2 separate regions of the Mus musculus genome follow, and region 1 is linked to region 2. A link is a contact called in public Hi-C data. All regions are on one chromosome and are shown on one strand. The core of a region is the stretch at or near the end of the contact, and the rest is flanking DNA. Distances in the headings are between cores, read along the strand shown.

What was found. Hi-C and Micro-C count contacts between places; a contact is called where the count stands out from the background.
Region 1: a Hi-C map of uterus shows a contact between it and region 2, with 5 times the contacts expected there. The contact joins two enhancer-like sites. A contact is called at or near these places in 4 of 484 Hi-C or Micro-C datasets (nephron progenitors and uterus).

Annotation. Positions count from the first base shown.
Region 1 is chr8:78,000,668-78,006,086 of GRCm38.p6, forward strand. No RefSeq gene overlaps it. Among named protein-coding and RNA genes, the nearest start is that of Gm29895, 42 kb to the right of the region's middle. Within about 2 kb of position 1,259, at least 39 of the 459 cell types and tissues checked have an H3K27ac peak or open chromatin away from gene starts, as enhancers often do. A contact at or near this core is called in uterus, where this site is marked.
Region 2 is chr8:77,678,032-77,683,591 of GRCm38.p6, forward strand. All of the region lies in intron 3 of Ednra (endothelin receptor type A), which reads right to left. The region is part of intron 3 of LOC105243223 (a long non-coding RNA gene); the gene reads left to right. Among named protein-coding and RNA genes, the nearest start is that of Ednra, 44 kb to the right of the region's middle. Within about 2 kb of position 4,185, at least 14 of the 459 cell types and tissues checked have an H3K27ac peak or open chromatin away from gene starts, as enhancers often do. A contact at or near this core is called in uterus, where this site is marked.

The DNA of each region.
Region 1 (5,419 bases), core at 9-2,508, 320 kb after region 2:
CTTGCGGCCAATCCCAGGCTTTTTTGTGAGTGGCAGGGATCTGAACTCAGATTTTCATGCTTATATGACACGCCTTTGCCCACTGAGCCCACTGAGCCTACTCCTCAACTGGGACTTGCACATTTCTATGGGTGATCTGATGTGGAAAACTTTAGTTGTATAGGCAAGTTAGGCTCTGCACAATCAGAGACTACAAAAGAAAATGTAAAACCCTGGGCTGTATGGGCCAAATGGTACATGGAAGAGTCTCTTCAGTGTGGATACAACTAGCCTTATTAATAAGCCCTGTGGTGTGGGTGATACATAAGATGAGGACCGTGTGGGAAGCAGAGGCTTGCAAGAACCTAACCCTGTACTTCTCCTGGGAAGGAGAGTAGAACAGTCACTAACTCGGCATGAGGTGAATACAGAATACAATTACAGATCCCAGAAGCATCTACTGCATGCTCACCTGAAATAACAGGATACATTAAGTACCATCTGACATCTCTGGAAATGAGCAGTCCACTCAGCTGTTCCTTTTTAATCTCCTCATGATGATGCCTTTGATTTCAAGGGAATTCCATATGAAGAATTACTTCTACAGAGCTGTCAGCCTGCCAATCAAAAGATCTTGACCTTGTGTGCAATTAAATGGCCATTGTCTTCAGCCCAGGACTGCAAACTGGAGTACAGCTTCATGAGCGTCGTTTCTCAGTTTGGCTTTTTGAGGAGCCAGAACCTTGATTTTAAGGGTCAGGAAGGTTCTCCCAGGTGGAGGCATCTATGTGTCACCAGACTTGGAGGAACGTTTTATAACATTTTATGAACTGACAAAAGCCCATGGGCTCTTCTAGGCTGGGTGAGTGTTACATAAGTCCTATATCCACACAAACAAAAAGATAAATGAAGTATTGGTCAAGTGGTCAAACCTGTAGATTGATAATTTAACATATATTTATGCATGCATAATCACACAGAGAAATAGAAGAGTGGTAGAGAATGTGTGAGTGAGATTTGGAGTGTTGCTGTGACATCCCACATCTTGTTGCATAGCAATGCCTTGACATGTAAATAAGAAAACAGGTTGTATCCCAATCTGCTCTGAATTCCTCCTGCGTGCATTCTGTCAGAGTTCCTGACAGAATGTGAGCTCCAGATGAGCAGACCTTCTGTCTACTTCATTTACAGATGTGTCCCGAGTACCTAGAACAGTGCTCAGCACTGTTCTATGGATGACAGTCTGCACTCTCAGAGGAGATCCCTGGTGCTCACTTGGTTTGTGCCGGACTGCTGCTGTCCTGTGCTGTATGTGTTGGACTGTTGTTCTTACGTGTCAGAGTCTGTTGGAGTGGGTTGTGTTCTTAAGATCCGTCTTTATCACTGTTTGTCTAGGGTTTACAGGTCTCTGACATCTGCTCTGAACAAAACCTCTGCCTGCCTTACTCAGCCACACAGGAATGCCATTGTTACATTTTCTTCTGCTCCAGTCCGTTCCTGGTGCTAGGAATGCCTTTCTGTAATAGATTCCCTGGCATCATATGGTAACGAAAGGGTGCTTTAAAGAATGCTAATTTAAACCGCTCTTTAACTTGCATGTTTTCAGTGTGGGCAGTGAGGGAGGAGGTTTGAAGCAAGACAGCTGTGAGGTTTGCCTAGCAGCTGAATGCTGCATGGATTAGCTGGCTCCTTCTTTTCTGGTAGTGGGTAACCCCTTAAAGGAACATGCCCTGGCTGGGGAAAGGCACACCTGTGTGTAGCCAAAGGGAAGAGTTTTAAAGATGGGGCACAGTTTTCTGCACCACCAGCTTTGCACTCAAAAAGTGATACTGCTAAGAAGTTTAGAAAAATGGGGGTGAGATGGGGGTGGGTGGGAGGGGGCATTGCATCCATTCAGCTTTTCTGTGGACCAAGCCACGAATCTGGGTATTTCTCCATGAGCAATTACCATCTGAGGTTTAGAAACCACAAAGCTGCTGGGTAGAAAAAGAAGCTCAAACGCAGATAAGTGACCCATGATGGCTTGTGGGAACCTGACATCTCTCTTTAAGAATGGTTCCTGAGATGCCTGGCCTTCCCGTGTTCTGTGACTTTGTGCTTAGAGGTGTAAAAGGGTTCATTTCAGCGAGCCTGTGCTCTGTTGGCAGTTCAGCTGGCCTCGATGCTCGCCAAAGTCCGGATCCATTTGAATTTTCCTTTCTGTTCTCTTTTGGGTTACCGTTCTGTTGGAAGTATCGCATGACTCTAAATGACACTGTATTTCCAGAAACTAGACTTGAAGTAGCTGACAATTTTTTTAAGATTTATTTATTTATTTTATGTAAATGAGTATACTGTAGCCTACATGTGGTTACTGGGAATTGAACTCAGGGCCTCTGCTTGCTCCAGTCCCACTCTGTCCAGCCCAAAGATTTATTTATTATTATTATATGTAAGTACACTGTAGCTGTCTTCAGACACACCAGAAGAGGGTGTCAGATCTCATTACAGATGGTTGTGAGCCACCATGTGGTTGCTGGGATTTGAACTCAGGACCTCTGGAAGAGCAGTCAGTGCTCTTAACGGCTGAGCCATCTCTCCAGCCCAGCTGATCAATTTTTTTTAAACTGCACGTATTGGATGTGTTGTTATTGCTACTGAGAAGAACAGTGACTATTATTGATGAATCTGTGGCATATTAAGGGACACAGTTGACCAGAGTAAATATGTCCAGTCGGAAGGTCTGGGAGCAGTTGGCAGACAATGGCAGATGTCTGCTCACTAGCGGGTCCAGTTGAGCTTGTGTAAACTCCGAACTCCCTGGAACTTTACACTATATCTTTGCCAATGATTTAAACATGCTTTTCTAGGGCCGTATTTTTCTATATGATCCATATAATCCTAGCGTGAATGCCATTCTTTTCTCAGACTCCTTTTATTACTCATTCATACAAGCACACATTTTATGTAGTTTACACAGTTCCACTGATGCTAGAAATATATTTCCTCAATTCCCTTTTCTTTCTTTATAATTCTGAAAATAGTGACTATGTCATTTGCGATTTTGTTTTGTAATCTTAATATTAAGCAGTTACTTTGCTTCTAAATCCTGCTGCTGTGACGAATTCTGTGAGCCATGTGACATCTTCATGTCAACAGCTCCTTCCCTGAGCCATGTGACATCTTCATATCAACAGCTCTTCCCTTGGCTCTGTACTTGATGGTTTTTGGGTGCAGGGCAGGCAAAACCCTCAAATGTGAGATTGTGGTTACAGAGGGTGCAAACATTGTTCAGGCCCCTAAAAGCTGTCCCGGAACTCAGTGCTTGCTTTTTTCATCTCTGAGATGTGTTTTTAGTAATATGTAATGTGTATTCAGTACAAGTTGGTCCCTGCTGTTGTTGTCACCATCACTGATGCTGTAGTTGTTGTTTTTAGCACACCTTTGTCTCCTTGGAGGAGATGGATATAGCAATACAACCTTGGTCATCAGACTGATCTGTATGCTTTTTGTTTTCTCTCCACATTTGCAAAATGTTTTCAGCTCTTTGTTTTTATTCCTTCTGAGTGCCGACAGCCCTCTTCTTACGACAGTGATCTCACTTTTCTCGGTTTTCTTCTCTTTTTTAATCAAGGACATTAGAGTATGTGAGGAAGGAAATACCATTGTCTCAGACTCTTGTCGTCTATTCAGGACGATGTAAAACTCTGACCTCTAGTGGCTGTGCGCTGTAGTTGCAAGCCAGGTCCCTCAAGTCTGAACCCAGGAAACAGCAGCCAGCTTCAGATCCGAAGGGATGAGCACCCAACGGTTTGAAAACTCTTTTGACACATCAGATGATTCCCCTTATGTCTGTCAAGACAGCCTTCTTCTTCTTTACCAAGGAGTTAGTTTATGTCTCCGCTTCCAAAAATACACCAATTTAAATAAATGATCTAAAGACAATACTCTCAAAATATGCTTTCCTCCAAAGCACCCTGCCCAGGACTACCACTGCCTAATGATGTAATCCAGAGACTTCAGAAAACAATAGACCACTAAATCTTAGGAGACCTTAGTGGGTCTAAACATCTTTAAATGAAATATTCCTTGGTTTCAAAAATGATAACATACAAAATGTAGTTAGTTATGTTCTAAAAACTAAAATCCTGAGAAGTGGTTCTGGGGTACACTGCTTTATCAATATGACGTGGGGAATCAATCCTATTGTGAGTTCACACGAAGCTCATGGAACACACGTGAGATATTTGTATGTTTTTAATGGTTGTGTAAAATGAGGTGCGATGAAGTTCGTTGGCTTATTTCTGTTAAATTTCCTTTGTTTTCTGGCTTTGATAAAATGAATGAGTGGATGGATAGGGCAAAGCGAAAGCTTCGTACCCAGGAGTGTGCCCAGGAGTGTGCAGCAGGGACACGGCCGGAGAAGCTGCTGAAGAGAGGCTGATGGAGCTCACCCAACTGTGTGCCTCCTTGCCTGCCGTGATGTAGGCTGGGGCGGTTACGGTTGGGGCGGTCTCAGCAACAGCTCAGCGTTTCCTGCTGTTCCCACACAGATCTCACCTCACTAAGTGGGCACCGGTGTTTCTTATTGCCTCCAGTTGGGAAACTTGTCCTTTGAGACTCAGTTCATTAACCCTCCTCTACTTGTGTACAGTTGGACCTGACTTCAAACAGGTAGAATTAATGCCTTCTGGCAAGAGAACCTCTACATTTTACTATGATTAGCTTCAAAATCAATCGCCTAAAGTCTGATTAATTTCTTTGAAAGCTTGCTAAATGGACTCTGTGCTTATAATATGTGAATTCAATTCTATATTGTGAGAGATCATTGCTGCGTGTATATAGTTATTGCACAGCTATTCCACAATAGCTGAAGAAAATTAATACTTCATTTTAAAATATTTTGACAATTACAGGTAGATTTTAATAAGCATGAGGCTCTTAGCATTGAGCAAACTTTGGAAAAATCAACAGTCAAAGTTTACTTTGTAATAACTGTGCTAAGCACAGTCTGACATCTTTTTTTTTTTTCCTTTTTTTGGTTAGATATTTTCTTTATTTACATGTCAAATGTTATCCCCTTTCCTGTTTTCCCCTGTGAAAGCCCCCCATCCCCTACCCCCTACCAACTCACCAACCCACCCACTCCTGCTTCCTGGCCCTGGCATTCCCCTACACTGGGGCATAGAGCCTTCACAGGACCAAGGGTCTCTCCTCCCATTGATGACCTACAAGGCCATCCTCTGCTGCATATGCAGCTAGAGCCACGAGTCCCACCATGTGTGATCTTTGGTTGGTGGTTTAGTCCCTGGGAGCTCTGGGGGTACTGGTTGGTTCTTGTTGTTGTTCCTCCTATGGGGTTGCAAACCCCTTGAGTCCTTTCTCTAGCTCCTCCATTGGGGATCCTATGCTCAGTCCAATAGTTGGCTGAGAGCACCCACCTCTGTATTTGTCAGGCACT
Region 2 (5,560 bases), core at 2,935-5,434:
GTGCACACCCACCCACAAGCTTTTCTTACTAGTGAGCAGCCTTTATTCTAAGTGATGTGTGTGTATGTATGTGTCTGAAAAATATCTTCAGTAGTCATACCACCACCAACTGATCTTTCCTCTTGAAATGTTCCATCCTGTGGCTGCCCCCGAATTTTCCTGGTCACTCCTCATCTCCTTAGCTAGACCCATTCTGTCCCCAATGCTTAGAACTGGATTTCTACAGGTACCAGTCCTTGAAACTCTGTCTTGGTGATCTCCTCCAACCTATGGAGTTAGTACCATTTAAACTAATTATGTGTTGAGAATGCTCAAATTTATTGTTCTAGTTTGGAACCCACCTCAAACTTTGGACTTGAATAGGTAGTTGCCAGCTTAAGAGTCCCACTGGGCATTCGAGGAGCATCGAAAGAGCTCAAAGCAGCCCTGGACCTCTTCTTGCCATCTCAGCCTCAAGGCTTAGCTTCGCTCCCCTTCCACCACATTCTCAGTCCTCTTGCAAACCTTCTAACATCTTCCTTCAAAGGGGCCCACTTCTTGCATGGTGGTGCTCACCTTTAATGCCAGCACTCAGGAGCATCTTTGTGAGTTTGAGGTCAGTCTGGTCTACAAATCAAGTTTCAGGACAGCCGGTACTACATAGAGAGACTTTGTCCCAAAACAAAACAAAACACCAAAAGCCTCCAAACCCTCAATAAAACACTCCCAGGGGTGCTCATCCCCCAGGGTGCTCCCCCCTCAGGGTGCTCACATCCCCCCTCCCACCCATCCTCATACTGCCTACGTTATGCTGACAGTTTTCTAACTGCTGCCCATGCCCACCTTGTCTTGAAACAGCCTTCCTTGGCTCAGCAATGTGAACGAGCCTACTAGATTGGGCATCCTCTGCTGCAACCTTGCTATGACTGCCTACCTTCCAGACACCCACCGGGGACCTCACGCCGGCTTGTTTTCTTCCTTCACTTGTTCTTAGGTCTTTACTCACTTGTATCTTAAAAACATTTTTTTAAATTTAAATTTAGGTTTCATTGTGCATCCAAGGCTGACCTGGAACAAACACATAGTCAAAGCTGGCCTTGGATTTGTGAATCCTTACATCATTCTTCTGGGTGCCAGGATCACAGATAATGTACCACCCCCAGCTCAGTTGACTTTTTCTGGCACCTACTAGAATTGGTGAGTCCTCTTCTTGAATATTCTGTTCCATTTACATTTATTTTTTTTCTTTGTAGTATTCATCACTATGGGTCTGTCTTAGGGTTTTAATGTGGTGCAGAGACACCATGATCAAGGCAATTCTTATAAATGAAATTTTTAATTGGGATGGCTTACAGTTTCAGAGGTTTGGTCTCTATCACGATGTTGGGAAGCATGGCAGAATGCAGGTAGACGTGATGCTGGAGGAACCAGAGTTCTACATTTTGATTCAAAGGCAGCAGAAGGGAACTGTCACACTGGCCAGACTTGAGCCTCAAAGATATGAGACCTCAAAGTCCCACCTCCACAGTGACACACTTTCTCCAATAAGGCAACTGTTAGGTGCCACTTCCCATGGGCCAAGCATACTTAAACTAGCACCAGGGACCAGCCATGTTTTTTCTTTATGTTTTTGTTGGTTGTCTGTGCCAAGCCTTCCATTGAGAAAATCACCGGCATTCAGTCAGGCACCCTGAGTATTTCCATCCACGGAAGAATAGGTATCAGAGTACGGCCTGCTGAAGGAAGGGCTGCTTCCCCTTGCCATGGCCTGCTTTCCTTACCATGCATAGTTTTACTTTATTGAACAAAGGAATTTACACTGTGAGCATTTCCCTGCTTCTCAAGCTAGCCCTGCATTAGGGCACACACACCAAAGCTAACAACCCCCACCCCTTGAAGTATAGAATCGCCCTGCATTAGGGCTCATGCACCAAAGCTATCCCTCCAGAAGCACAGAATCAAATAATTGTTAAACAAGGAGGGACCTCTTGGCTGTTCACTTTTGCTCTTGTATTCAGTATGGGAATCCCATGCACTAGAAAGGGCTAGGCATTATCACACCCCATACCGGTGTCCAGTGAATGGGGGAGCCTGGGCTTGGAGTTAGGTCTGCTGACTCACAGTGGGGTCTTTCAGCTTTCTCACCCTAACATGTGATAGCAGACTAAAAGGAGAAACTGTCTTTTACTTATGTGAGGTCATTTGCTATAGTGCAAGCCAATAAGTAGATTTTTAAATGTCTTCAAGGCTAGAGGCACTTCCTGTATGTATGCTGAATTATTGTTATTGTTATCAGTATTGCTATTACTACTTTATTTTTTGAGACAGGGTCTTAATATGTAGTCCTGGCTGTCTTGGAACTTTCTATATAGACCAGGATGGTGTCAAACTCACAGAGATTTGCCTACCTCTGCCTCCTGAGTGCTGGGATTAATGGCCTGCATTACTTTGTCCAGTTTGTGTGTTGAATTTTGAAAGTAAGGCTAGAGACAGCCATTGTTATATTATATAAATGTTATGACTGAATGAACTTAAAAACATTATAAAATAAAAGTTAAATTAAAAAATGTCACTTCAACAAAATCTTTTTACTTTTAAAATTATTTGCCCATTATTATTATTTGTTATTGTTGTTGTTTGAGACAAGGTTTCTTTGTGTAGCTCTGGCTGTCCTTGAACTTACTCTGTAGACCTAGCTGGCCTTGAACTCATAGATTATTTGCCTCTGTCTCCTGAGTGTTTAGATTAAGGGTGTGCAAATGTAGTCTGAATGTATTCTTTACTCAAATCAGTTATAACTGTATTTTTGCTCTGTTTACATGGGAAGGCTCTCCCACAGAAATGGCATTTGTAGTTTAATAGCTGCACACGATGGCATGGTATTGATCCCATTTCCATAAGTCTTTTTTCATGAGTCATGTTTAGCATCTCACAGGAGTGAAGAACACATTTGTACACAGAGATTTTTTTCTTATTGTTAGCAACTTTCCTGGATGAATTATTAGCAGTAGCATTGTTAAATCAAGGCATTGAGAGGTGGCCAAGACACACTCATTCTACAGACACAGTCTCACTGTGCAGACCAGCCTGGCCTAGAATTTACTCTAGCCTCTAACTTCTGTGATCCTCCTGCCTCAGTCTCCTGGCCAGTTAGTTACATGACAGTTGTGTTTCAGCATGCTGGGTCACGAGATTTAAAATGCAGTATCTAATATCTAGTGTTGACAGATGCTTGCTCACAGTGCAACCCATTGGCTTTTCTTCAATTTTGCTACTCCAAGAAGGTAAAGAGGCACACCTCTGCTGTCTTTAATTAAGAGCAACTGGTCATTTGTGATGGTTAGTTCTGATTTATATCTTCACACCATGGACACACAGAGGGGTTGGAGGGAAAATCCTGACAGAGAGACTTCTCAAAAAAGCACATGAGTTGGGTGGCCAAGGGATGCTAATGTGAGCACTTGTGTGGCTGGTTCTGACAGTGGCCCTCCTGTTCCAGGCCTGGCCTCTGATAGATTGGCACCACAGTCTTGCCAGGCTGAGAGGCCCAGAGACTTCCAGATGACCCTGACAAGAGGCTGGACCAGTGAGTTGGGGACTTGAGACAAGCTTAGTGCCAGCTGCAAGCTACTAGAGAACCTAGCTGCAGTGACAGGGCACAGAAACGGCCAAATTCCCGACTCGTAACATAGTGAGATCTGATAAAATGGTTATTTTAAACGACTGAGTTTGAGGGTATCTGGTTATCAAAGAGAAGTGGGGTTAGCAAAACTAACCAGTTGCCTGATCCTGACAGCAGAGTAAGATAAAGGATGATTTAAGTGCACGCTGCAGGGAACAAACCCAAAACAAGATCCTGAATTGCCCCAGCCAGAGTGTGACACTGTCCATTTCCCGTCTCTTCGGCTCAACCACTTCTGTGCCTTCCCTCTTATTTATACATCAGTGGGAAACCACAAGCAGAACAAGGGGAGAACACATCCAAGTCTAAAGAGGTACACCCCAGAAAACCACCTTACACTTCTGGACCTACGATCCGTCTCTGAGATGATCAGGGAGGGTACCAATCAACAACGGGAGGCACTGGCATCATGTCTGAAGCTTGAGGCATACAAAGAAAAGCTGCCTTCCTAATGGATCTTTGCAGCGTTTCCAGGTATCTAATTATACACTGCTCTGGAAGAGTCGTTAAGAGAGTTTTATCTTTTTATAGGCTCCTTCCCCAGACATCTAACTACAAGTTGGATCTGTACCCGGGCTTGTTTATAGCGTGACCCTGTCATCGTCTCGTACTTTAAACAAGACTATTAACTTCACAAAGAGCAGCATTGAATCGCCTTTCTTCTTCTTTTCTCCCCCCAAATAAAGTAAAAGTAACATTTGAAACTCATCACAGCTGCAAGAAAAAACATTTTATGGCTGGTAACAGTTGATTATTCATAGTTTTTCTGGGAAAAGTTCGTCCCTTGTAAAAGTATACTTAACTTTAGCATTATAACGTTTGCTGATAAAGCTGGGCAGAAGCCAAAACTTGGTTTTAAATTTCTTTCTCTATTTCTGAAAACTTTCTCCTATCTTTCTCATAAGAGAGTAAGAACGAACATATACTTAAGGTAAATAATAGTTAAAATTGAGGAGTAATTAGTGAAAGGGCTACACTGAGGCCAGTCCACAGTTAAGCAAAGCAGGCTGGCTCATCAACCAGGTGGAGACAGCGACTCTGAGCAGCTTGTTTATCTGTCTCTGCCCCATGGCGAGTGAGGAAGCTGGGACTTTTCTTTGGTTTTATTGCATTCTGCATTTCAGTAAGTAATTAGAGAAGAAATTCAAAAGTGCTTAGACATATGCTTTCTCTCAGGACAGCTCCAAAACCAAAGATGATTATCATATTTTAAAAATATCATTAAAATACCATGGTAACTCTTCCTGGGCGGTATCTGGTTCAGACAAGAAAAATATGGTTTTAAAAACTAAAAATTGTTCTTAAAGGACTCCAGACTCCCCCATCTTACTGCTGTCTCATTAAAAAAAAAATAGTGATTCCTCCCTCCAGTGGAATATAGTGAGATCATGTGAGGGCTCAAAGCTAATGATATTCTATGTGCAGTGGTTAACTATAAGGATTAGAACACTGGTTCAGGAGGTAAGGAAACACAAGTTCAGTTCCCAGTGCCTATGTCAGGTGTCTCCCAAGTGCCAGCAACTCCAGCTCCAAGGAATGCAATGCTTCTGGCCTCCTTAGGCACCAGCACTGACATGTACAACACACACACACACACACACACACACACACACACACACACACGCACACACACGCACGCACGCACACACACACATGCACACACATGTGCACACACAGACACACACTTAAAAATAAAATGACCTTTCAAAAATATTAAAGGGATTGTGTGTGAACATGGTTCATTCTCCAGTATGAAAACCTGAAATATAAATGTCAAATCTGTCCCCGGATGGATCCTCAAGCTCAAAGTCAGCATCAAAGGACAACGGTAAAGGCCACCAACAAAGGACTGGGAGCGCTTTCCCAAGGAGGCCTCTCCTGGATGAAGGCCATTCTAGC